4 separate regions of the Mus musculus genome follow, and all the other regions are linked to region 2. A link is a contact called in public promoter capture Hi-C data. All regions are on one chromosome and are shown on one strand. Each heading gives the region's core, a stretch centred on a gene start, on an enhancer-like site or on the middle of the called end of the contact. The rest is flanking DNA. Distances are from core to core; before and after follow the strand shown. Region 1 holds the start of Trmt44 (tRNA methyltransferase 44). Region 2 holds the start of Depdc5 (DEP domain containing 5). Region 3 holds the start of Dpysl5 (dihydropyrimidinase-like 5). Region 4 holds the start of Msantd1 (Myb/SANT-like DNA-binding domain containing 1).

What was found. Promoter capture Hi-C pulls out the DNA fragments that hold promoters and counts their contacts.
Region 1: a contact with region 2 is called in a promoter capture Hi-C map of pre-B cells, with 5 times the contacts expected there. The contact joins the promoter of Trmt44 here to the promoter of Depdc5 in region 2. A contact is called at or near these places in 1 of 39 promoter capture datasets (pre-B cells) and 1 of 484 Hi-C or Micro-C datasets (neutrophils).
Region 3: a contact with region 2 is called in a promoter capture Hi-C map of hippocampal neurons, with 4 times the contacts expected there. The contact joins the promoter of Dpysl5 here to the promoter of Depdc5 in region 2. A contact is called at or near these places in 2 of 39 promoter capture datasets (hippocampal neurons and pre-B cells).
Region 4: a contact with region 2 is called in a promoter capture Hi-C map of liver, with 2.5 times the contacts expected there. The contact joins the promoter of Msantd1 here to the promoter of Depdc5 in region 2. A contact is called at or near these places in 3 of 39 promoter capture datasets (liver and pre-B cells) and 1 of 115 datasets of contacts at active chromatin or transcription factors (embryonic forebrain).

The regions. Positions count from the first base shown.
Region 1 is chr5:35,573,679-35,576,378 of GRCm38.p6, reverse strand. It overlaps Trmt44 (tRNA methyltransferase 44), which reads left to right and starts at 1,309. Exons shown (of 11, transcript NM_030208.3): 1 at 1,309-1,820; 2 at 2,185-2,299. The coding sequence starts at 1,334.
Region 2 is chr5:32,862,321-32,865,020 of GRCm38.p6, reverse strand. It overlaps Depdc5 (DEP domain containing 5), which reads right to left and starts at 1,300. Exons shown (of 43, transcript NM_001170567.1): 1 at 1,200-1,300; 2 at 322-444. The coding sequence starts at 379.
Region 3 is chr5:30,710,261-30,712,960 of GRCm38.p6, reverse strand. It overlaps Dpysl5 (dihydropyrimidinase-like 5), which reads right to left and starts at 1,397. Exons shown (of 13, transcript NM_001356948.1): 1 at 959-1,397.
Region 4 is chr5:34,914,595-34,917,294 of GRCm38.p6, reverse strand. It overlaps Msantd1 (Myb/SANT-like DNA-binding domain containing 1), which reads right to left and starts at 1,380. Exons shown (of 3, transcript NM_207277.1): 1 at 1-1,380.

The sequences.
Region 1 (2,700 bases), core at 60-2,559, 2.7 Mb before region 2:
ATGGGTACCAACAGGTAGGTGGGTTAGAACAATGAGGGGAAATTGCTGGAGACATTTTTAGCCTTCATGTTGGTGGAAGCTAATAGTTTGTACATTCCAAAGGATTTAACAAATACTTTGTTTCGGACCTCAGGTAACAAAGTAAGAAATGAAAGACCCACAACGTGAGGACTCCCCCACGTTCTGACTCAGGAGAGGCGACACCCCAAAATCACCCACAAGAAACGGGCCTGTTGCAAAATGCAAGAGGATTTTTATTCAAGAGCGCTCTCGGGCCCACGGTCATACACCACGAAGGGGTAGAGGACCGTGGCGCCCCGAGTAGCTGAGTAAGGGGGTATTTAAAGGAAGAAACCACAACTCAAGGAGGTGGGAAGGGCATTGTTGGAAAATAACAAAAATACCAGTTAAGAGTCACAAGGAAGTGCAAAGTTACAAGAGTCACGAGGAATACCTGGTAATTGTGAGGGTTATTTTTCAAAACAGTTTCTAAGAGCCCCTAACAAAAGCACATTTGTATATGGCAATGGTCAGGGTGACTTTCTTTGAATGAGCACTCTTTGAACCCAGGAAGCGGGTGGGTAGAGGAATGTCGCTATCTGTTTTATGATTAGCATACCTTTACAAAGGCCACATTCCCAAGCCTGGGCCTAAAGGCCTAGAATTCTGTTTTTACTTTGTTATACTTTCAGAACGTCTGTGTTATAGGTTTCTTATGTTTTCTGATGCCAGCTTTATCTTTTGGGTTGGTAGGAGGTTACTTTCTGGCAAGTTAATGTATTCCAGTCAAAGAATTTGGAGTCAGACACAGGTGGGCAATGCATGGCTATAAAGGAGCTAAATAATCGCCCAAGGTAATGCTAGCTTTGGGTCCGCATTCCAATTCTTTACAATCATGAAGTTGTAGTTAGCCAACCAGCTTTGTAGAATCCTTCATATAAGTGTGGCTTTCTGCTGAGTGTATCAGTTACGTCTTGTTTGCTCAAGTAACTTCCTCTCCTCTCAGTATTATTAGCTTTGTCGTGAGAGGTGGAACCTCTGGGGGCAAAATTTCATTTAGGGGGCACGAATCGGATGTACCGCTTGGGAGCTCTTATTTCCAAGCAAGAAAGCAAGCAGAGAAGGGGTTGTACATTCAGTCGTTGAGGACCCCAGGAGGCTGTATCCACTGCGGCCCACACTCTGCTCCTCCCGCGTCCCAGGCTCCGCCAGCGGCTCCGAAGCTACCGCCCAGCAAAAAGGACAAAGGGATGGCCTTCCGGGTCCAGGCTCTAACTCCCGTGAGTCAATGCGCTTCCGGGTCGCGTCATCCCAACGCGCCGAGCGCGCAGCCATGGAGGAGCTGGGTAGAGTGCGGCTAAGCGATCCTGATGCCCTGCTACCTGCAGGCTTCTGGGCCGCCGTGACCGTGTGGCTGGAGAGGCCACAGGTGGCCAACAAGAGGCTGTGCGGCGCCCGCATGGAAGCCCGCGGGAGAACTTTGCGGTCCCACGCCCAGGCGGAGTGTGGACCGCGGCAGGGACAGGGACACGGGCTGGAGAGGGAACCCGGACAGGCTTCTCCTAAAGGAGAGCCAGAGTCGGGACCTAGGGCGAGCCGCGAAGGCACCGCTCCCGCGGCTGACCTGAACTCGCTATGGGACCGAGTCTCCCAAAGCCTCGTCCACGCCAATCCGGAAATGCTGGCCTTCCTCTGTGGCCCCTCGTTGGGTCCTCAGCCTGAAGCCGCGCAGGAGCTCGACCTGATTCTCAGGACTGTCATCCCGAAAGCGAGCCCGCACTCCCCACTCACAGAGCCGAAGAAAGAACTGGTAGTGCAAGGTAGGAGAGTAGTGGGAAGAGCGCAAACAGACTGAAAAGCGTTCGCTTTTTGAGACAGGGCCTTATATGGCCTGGAATTCGCTATGTAGAACAGGCTGGCCTCGAACTCACAGAGATACACCCGCCTCAGCCTTCCAAGTACTGGGATTAAAGGAGCGCCACACCACCCACCACCCAGCTCTGGCCTTGTATTGTCTAAGTGCTAGCTATAATGGTGTGTCCAAAGTGTAGAGCCCTCTCCCCAGTGCTGGACAGCCACTAAGGACTGGAAAGCATTACTCTCCTGTCCATCGCTGCTCAGTTCTACTTCCAAGGGATCCGTTTAGAGCAGTTATGACCTGATAGCCTTGTCTTTCCCCCTCAGATGTCTCCAGTGGGAGTGTCACCTTTTTGCCCTTGGAAGAAGATAATGAGGGGAATTTGGAGGTTAAAACGAGCAACGTGTATCAACTCCATCTCCATCACAACGAAGGAGAATGGTAAGAGCTGGACGCTGCTGTTGCACCACTATGTGATGCCCATCCCGGATGTCCTATCAGCAGTCAACTGGAAGATTCTGGGGTACAGAAGAGCCAAGGTCTTGTGTTGGTTGGCTGATCTCAGATGTATACTATAGTCACCACTCTGCTGGTTCCTGGCGCTGGTACTGGATTGGGGATCACAATGTAGCCAGAGTCCTTGATCTCTATATTCCATATGCCGGTAGGGGTGTACAGCAACTAGCTGGGGTACTCTGTTAGTCAGCTTTCTGTTGCATAATACCCAAGGGAGTCAACTTAAGGATGCTTGAGGGCCAGTGAGATGACTGTGCATAAAGGTGCTCGTTTCAAATCTTACAAGCTGAGTTTGATCCCTAGAGCCCACATGTTCTGTGAGCTGT
Region 2 (2,700 bases), core at 51-2,550:
GAAAATTAACTCAGGTGTGGTAGAGTATTTCCAGATACACAGGCAGGAGGATAATGGGTTCAAAGCCAGCTTGGGCTACACAATGAGTTCTAAATGAGCCTTGGAAACATGGTAAAACCTGGATTCAAAATACAACCCAACAAACTCTGAATGTGAAGAATGCTTTTCAAAAAGATCCTGTGCTCTCATTTCCAACCATCCCTGATCTCTGATACTGCTCCACTCTTACCTGTCCAGTCTCCCTTGTGATATGGGTAATTTTTAAGGCACATCATAACTTCAGCCAACTTACACAATCCCCAAATATCAATCAATACTGACCACTGCCCCCAAAGCCCTTCTTGTGGATGACAAGTTTGTAGACCTTTGTGGTTCTCATTTTGTCTTGTGATTTCTTCAGCTGTTCCAATCTTGGAGCAGGGAAGTCATCTTGCTTTCCTGCTACTGAAACACAAATAAAAACATCGAGGATGTCAGGCTTCCTAAATTTGCTCTTTAATTTTAGACCTTGAAGGTACTGGTGGTTGTTCGGCTGAAAGGCGTGCCAACCCTTGCATTATATCGCTCCTCCAATTACCAAGAGAGACAAACAAATAGAAGTGTGCTTTAAAAATTAAAGGGAACTTGGGCTCAGATCTCGTCCATCCTCTAAAGCTATTTTCTCTACCGCATACCTAAAAGGGAGGCTTGTGGTGAGAGGGGCACTACCTTGTTTTTGTCTGCATCAGGAACACCAAAATAGTACAGGGATATTCGAAGAGGTTAGTCCATCACATAAGTAGAGGAACGTCAAAACAAGGGATTCGCCCAAGGTCACTCGAACTGTTATGCACTCCCATGACTCGCGGTCCACTAACAATGTCCTGGGGAAAAGAGAACTGAGGAAGGCTGCGGTTTCCTTGCCGACCCCTCTACTGGTACCAACTCTCAGCGGACCGTCCTGCCTCCATTTCACCGCTGCGGTCCGGGAAGCTTGGTGAGAGAAAGACTGGTCCAAGGTCACACGGGGAACTGCAAGAAGAGTCGGGCCTCGAACCTGGCTCAGGGACCCTTCCTTCAAGCCCCTCAAGTCTCAGCCCGAGGTTGGCGCTCGACTCCCCCCCCCAACCCCCCCACTTCCAGAGCCCCTGCGCGCCTCAGGCCCGGCCCGAGGCCAGATTCCGGACAGATCTCCCCAGGACCTCCTCAGGATATCCCACCTGAGCCCCCACAGTTCGCGCAGCTTCCGCACCAGGGCTCTAGGAACCAGACAGACAGCACCACCGAAGAGCGCTCACCTGAGCCCGCGCCGCTCCCGAGGCTCCGCCCCGAGTCCCCGCCCCTCGCCAGTCCCTGCTCAGCCGGCTTGGCCGCTCTAGCCCAGCCTCCGCCTCGTCTCGGTGGCCGCGCCACTTCCTCCTCCGGGGCTGCGGGGAGGTGGGGGGGGCGGGGCGGGGGGGAGGCTGGGGGCGTGGCGTTGAGTCCGACTTCAAACCGAGTTCCCGTTGGCGTTTCCCGCCACCGTCTACAGGGCTGCCCGCTTTGCATGGAAAATTTGAAAATAGAGCCACAGCCAAGACCTTCGTTTCAGAAGAGCGAAGTGATTTCGTAATAGGAGAAACTCGAGAGAGTCGACTCTTACCTCGCGGAGCTGTTTCCATGTGTTTGACGAAGTTAATAACTAAACCTGGTCCAGAGGGCTATTGAGAAGTGCAAAAGTCTCTGCGGGTGGTGGCTCCCCCTCCTAATCCAGGTTCTGTAGAGACAAGAGTGCTGAACATTCCCTAGAGTTCTTGGGCTATGTAGCAAGAAAACGGGGGTGTGTATAATTCATGAGCGAGTTACTAACTTATTGAAAACTGTTAAATATAATTAAGAAGTACAAGTTAATGATAAGTACAAATGTAACATGTACAGAGACAAGCTTGGAAGGAGAAACCAATTTACATTACCCATTATATACTCTTTTGTTGTCAAAATTAAACCTAATGTACATAAGTCAAAACAAGTGTACAGTAAACTTAAAGTTTGTTTGATTAAAAAAAATATTCAAAACATTGAATGCCCGAGTACAATGGGTTAAATCTACAATAGGCTCGCATGGCAGAAGGCCCAGTAGTTTCCTTAGATGGGGCATAAATCATCCAACCAGAGTAAATTGCGTGGTGGCACACGCCTTTAATCCCAGCACTCAGGAGGCAGAGGCAGGCGGATTTCTGAGTTCGAGGACAGCCTGGTCTACAAAGTGAGTTCCAGAACAGCCAGGGCTACACAGAGAAACCCTATCTCAGAAAACCAAAAAAAAAAAAAAAAAAAAAAAAAACCAAAAAAACAAAAACAAAACAAAACTGTAAGTTGTGTGTTAGCCTCATTACAGAGTAAGGATTCATGGGAAGAAGAACCTGCTAGAAGGCCTGACCTGTTCCCACCTTGTAGGCCAAAACAAACAAACAAAGCCAAAAACCTCCTTATCTAAAGATGAATTATTCCTCATGTCTCAAAAAATGGAGGTGGGAAAGGTAGATTCTCTTGTCCATTGGAGGATCTCAGAGTCTGCACCACATCCTAAATGACTTAAAGAGCAGAGACAAATAGCAAGATGCTATCTATACACAGGGGAATCTGTCCTGTGAGTGCTATGAGACCCACTTGCTAGTTCAGTCAGCTACACCCTCCACCCTGTTAGCAAAAGCAACTTTCAGGAAACACACCCTAACCGTG
Region 3 (2,700 bases), core at 148-2,647, 2.2 Mb after region 2:
GAAGACCCATCCCCTGTACAGCCTCAGTCGCCTTCCCATGCCTGTCTACTCTCCCCAAACCCGGGAGGTCTCCACCCTCCCTTCATCTCCCCGCCCCTCTTCATTCTTCAGAGCAGCCTCGCCTCGCGCCACCTGCGCGAAGCTTCAGACCCGCCTCCCACCCAATTGTCAGCCCTTCCCAAACCACAGCCTCCTCCTCCAGATTCGATCACCTGTCCCCACCCATCTCCCCCTTTCTGCTCAAATCCAGGCCTCCACGCCCGTTTGTTCCAGCCATCTCCCCAGGCCCGGGGCATCGATATCCCTCACCCACCAAGATAGATGCTGCGTGGCAGACTAGGCGACATGGCTCCAGCGGAGGGACCTAGCGCCGCGCCGCCAGGGGCTGGGCAGATGCAAGAGGCCTTTGTGGTTTCGGCAGGTGCCTCTAGGGCCTCTGCTCTGCTCAGGGAACAGAGGATACAAACGATGGGGTTAGGACCACGTTAGGCAGATATCAGACCAGAGGCGCAGTTGGTGGGAACTAGGGACCGCGGCGATCCAGGGACGTACAAGAGGACAGGTCCGGCCACCACAGAAACACTCCCCTACACCCCACCTTTTAGCCATTTACTGCACGTCGACCAGCTACGGCTGCGCGACTACTGGGTGCTAGGCGTGAATCCCTTCAACTTAGCTGCCTCCTTATTCTAGCTATTTGTAAATCTTTCCAGCACACATTAATGCCTTAGGCGTCGCAAGTCACCAAGCCGAGTTCTGTGGGACTACAAAGACCCAGACTTGCGCCCCACCTTAGTCCGGATCTGCCTGAATCCTCAACATCTCTTTCATCGGCTGGAGGAGCCTAGGCGCAACCCAATTCCCTCCCTTTTGTGAGCCTCAGGGAGAAACTGAAAGAGGGGTGGATGTTGCAGCCCGGAAAGATCAAGCCCACCACCCTCCCCTTGCCATCACCCACTGCTCCAGGATGATGCGATTGTGCGGGTCCGTCGGTCGGTCTCTGGGTCTCGCCGCGGCGCGGTAGCTGCGGTTGCACGGGGCGGGAGCGGCTGCTAGCGCGCTCTCTCGGTGGCTGCCTTGCGCGCCTGGAGCGGAGTCCCGAGTGGCGAGCGGGGGTGGGGACGAGGGTGGGGGCGGGGAGCCGCCTGGGCCAATCACGGATCCGAGGGCTCCGCCCCAAGTGCTCGCCACCTCGAGCTAGCAGGTTAGGCGGAGGCGGGACCAGTAGCGCCCCGCGTCCTCCGCGTTGCCGCCGCCTTTGGGACTACAAATCCCGACAGTCCCTTTTGCAGGCCCCGGGTCCGAGAAGGGACAGAGGGCATGGCCCCAGGACCTCGACAACCCCCAGCCATCTAAGCGCCATTCTCAGCGTTCCTTTCTGGTCCCATGGTAACTAGCGACACTTCACAAAGCCCAGGCGCTGGGGCGGTATGGCTCGAGTCCCCTGGGAGGGTATAGGGCGTCTCCGGAGGACACATCGCCTCCCCTCCTCCTGCAAGACCCCACCCGAGGGGCTGAAACAATGCGGTGGCGGGGTCTCTCCGAGGCTGCGGGTTCCCAGTTGCGCCATCGGATTAGCGTCCTACCGAGTCTGAGACTGATGGGATTGCAGACTGTAGAGGGCGAGGTGGTCAGTACAGGAACACTGTTCTCATAGACCAAGGGAACGGCCACTCTGGGCGCCTCACTTCGCACCTTCTTTCTCTTGAGGTATTGAAGCCACCGTCTTTTCCAGAGCAGCGCTTGGACGTCGATGTCCAGCGCCCAGGTCCTATCCTATTTTTGACATCTCCTTTAAAAGAAAGTGTGTGTGTGTGTGTGTGTGTGTGTGTGTGTGTGTGTGTTTTAAACTCATTTCACATCAGCACCACCATCTTTATTTCCGGGTTGCTGTTGTTTTGACGGTTTTATTAGGTAGCCCCCTGCTAGCCTAGAATTTGAATTGAACCTCCTGCCTCTGCCTTCCGAATAGTGGGATTACAGATGTTCACCGCCACACCTTGTCCAGTTTCACCATTTTAGTACACAGTTGACTTAACCACAAACGATCCTGTAAATGGAGCGAGACAGTTCTTTTTCCTTAACTAATTTATGGCTCAGGCCTTTCCCTGAGCTCCGTGTTAGTCTGTCATTATTGTGACAGCTTAAATATAGCTTCAGAACTTGAATCTCTTCACTTGATGTCACCCCAATGGTGTTGCAAACCCGTGTGGAAATGCAGCATTAATACTGCCCCCGCCCCTGGATTCCTGGGGATCTACAACTGCTGTTGAAGAAGTTGGTTCTTTCCAGGGCTTCCCTCAGTTCCGGGGGTGGAGACGGGGGTGTGAGTCCCTTGGCTGCTTTCCTGAAGTGCTTTTCTCTAAGGCTATTTTCAAAGAAAATCGTACTTTATAACTTCGGGTGGAGGGAGCAGGATCCTCTGAATTTTAACAAAATGTACAGCCTGCACGTTAAGCTCCAGTCCTCCAAATGTGGGTCCCACTGGGTCATGTGCTCTGTGATCCACTCCTGGATGCGTTTAGGGCCACACAGGCGTGCCCCTAGGGGGTGCGGGGTTACTACATTTGGTCTCCAATTCTTTTTTTTTTTTTTTTTTTTTTTTTTTTTTTTTTTTTTTTTTGGCTTTTCGAGACAGGGTTTCTCTGTGTAGCTCTGGAACTCACTCTGTAGTCCAGGCTGGCCTCGAACTCAGAAATC
Region 4 (2,700 bases), core at 131-2,630, 2.1 Mb before region 2:
GAGACTTGCTTTCACTGTGCCTGACAGGCTCCTACATGGGCATCTAGGCAGTAGTCCCTACCTCAGCCCCACCTGATTTATATAGGTTAGAGTCCAGGGAGGCCCAAGATGGGCAAGTAGTATGCTGAGACATAAGGTGCAGGGTTACAAAGGAGGTGGAGGCCCTGATACTGCCTTGATGGCTGTTCGTGTGGTGAGGTCCTTGCTGAGAGGTCACCCTCTTCTCAGAGGCCTGCCAAGCTTTACTGAAGCCGGTCCTCATAGGGCCCAGCCTTCTCCCCATTGACTCTGCTTCTCTTGTTTAACTAATGCAACCCCCTGGGTGTCAGGTTGTGTGGGTGCTGGGAAGCCAGGCAAGTCAGAGCTAGACCTTGCCTAGCCATGCCGGCCTGAAGGACACAGATGTTGACCTTCAACATGGGGAGAAGCATAAGCACAGCCCTGACGGAAGGGGCAAACCGAGCTGAGCTGAGGAGGCCCCTCAGCTGAGGAAAAGTGGCTGCAGTCAGAGGGTAACTTCAATGTCCTGAGCAGGGCTAGTCCTCAAGAGACACAGCAGTGTTGGGGTGGGGACAGGCAAAACATCAAGAGGAAGGGTTAATATGCCCACAGGGCTAGGCAGGGACCTCAGGCTGAGGAGGCAGCAGAGCAAGAATGTAGAATGTGGAATCCGCAGAGGGGAAAGTTACCACAGGGCATCAATAGCTAACATCTGGAAGGCAAGTCACAAATGAGACTACATGGACCTAAGACCCTCATGCTAGGCTGGCTGTTGTGGACACACAGTCTAGTCTGATCCTAGACTCTCTGGGCCCAGTACTCTATTGGTAGTCATGCCTGGTCTCCAAACAACTAGTTAAAACTCTCTGGTCAGCAGAACAACAGTGGTCTTTGTTGGCTTTCCCCCTGCCTGATCAAAGATAGGAAGAACTTAGACTGGAGAAAGCAATGTCTCTGGGCTTCCTGTGTCCACTGTAAGGAGCATAGTCAGTAACTTACTGGGTAGGGGGAGTGACCTGAGTTTCAATCCAAAATTAGAAATGAAAAGGAGGCAGAGGGTTGCCCCTGGAGGTCTTGCTGTCATTTCATAGGTTCAGGTGAATGTCAGGCTTCCTCTCTGAACCTTGGGAGTCATTTTGGGACTTCCTACTGCTGAGCTAGCAGACAGATACCCACGATTGTTCCATTTCTCCTAAAAGAGTACCCAGAAGGTCTGCAAAAACTCCTCTTCCTGCCAAAGTCAGATAGATACTGAGCATGCCAGGCATACTACTGGCCTGCTGGTTCATTGCTGCCCCCTAGTGCTGAGCATGGAACCTGGGTCTGGTTCTCAGAGCTCAGTGCCTAGAAATTACCTCCTTCCTCCAGGAAGGACCCCCTGTTCTTTAGGCTCAGAAGATTGATCCTTGAGGAGCAAGGAACTAGGAACCTGCCCTACTGCCTCCACAGACAGCATCTCCAGCTAACAAGGAAAGACAAGACAAGCACAACCTGGGGCCTAAAAACTCAGTATGTATATACTAGGCTGGCCCTGTCTCTGCCTCCCGAGTACTGGAATTAAAAGTGTATTGTCACTATGCTTAGCTTCAAGCTGCTAGCTTTTAAACCTAGCTCTGTGTGACCTTAGCAATGGATTCCAGCCTCAGTGTCCTCATCTCTAAAATAACAAGAGCCGGCTAAATGACTATAAATGACTTAGCAAAATGTTGGCCTAAGGGATATGGGGAGATCCTAGGTCCTCATCCGCCATCTCTTAGTCCTTTCTACAAATTTCCTTAGAGTGTCTGGAGTGTTCAAAGCCAGACCAGTGGCTATCTGTTGGCTAATGGATATCACTGCCATTACTCAAGGTCCTATAGTTAGATGGCTGAAGAGGAAAGATCTATAACAGCTGCTTGCCCAAGTTCCAGGATATAGAAGGCACCAGAGCCAGCCTGGCAGGAGCTACTCCATACCAACATAACACTTTGGTTGACACCTAGATGGGGGTAAGATGGGCTCCCACCTCCTCTTCTCAGGCATGTGGGCATCAGCAGTCCCAGGTACAAAGTGGCCTTTGTGGAGGCACCTCCTAGAGCAGAGTCCTTGCCTGGCTTCCATGGACAAGAATGAACAGGTGTTTGTCCAAGCCTCAGCTGCCCCTACCTAGGGTGGGACATTTCCTATTTCTATTCAGGGTAGAGTTCCATACCTTGACACAGCTGCATGGCCTGCTAGGACCCTCAGTTGTCACAGGATGAGAAGGCAGGAGGCTGAGGACTAGGTCCCCAGTAGAACCTGAAGGGAAAGGGGGCAGGTCAGCTTTAGAAAGTATCTCTTAAGAGAGGCCAGGCACTCTGAATGGGGTCAAGACTGGTTCTGTTGTGAGCTGGCGAAACCTACTTAGGCTCCCTGGGTTTGGTTTCCCCTCTACATAATGAGTGTGGGGCAAATCTGAAACTTGTATTTATGGAACCTGTTCAGGATGCAAGAAACCAGGCCTGACTAGGGTGATAGCAGCCAAGCTCAGCCTATATTGATAGAAGCCAGAGTAGAAAATGACCAGTTTTAGTGGGATGCCAGGTAACTTTTGAGAGAACTGAGCCTGTACTGGTGGGAGAAATTTAGGGGTTGAAGACTTGACAAAGGCCTGGAAGTGTATGAAATGTGTGTACATGTGACAGTGGCTAAGTACAGCCTTGACTAAGGTAGTAGGACATG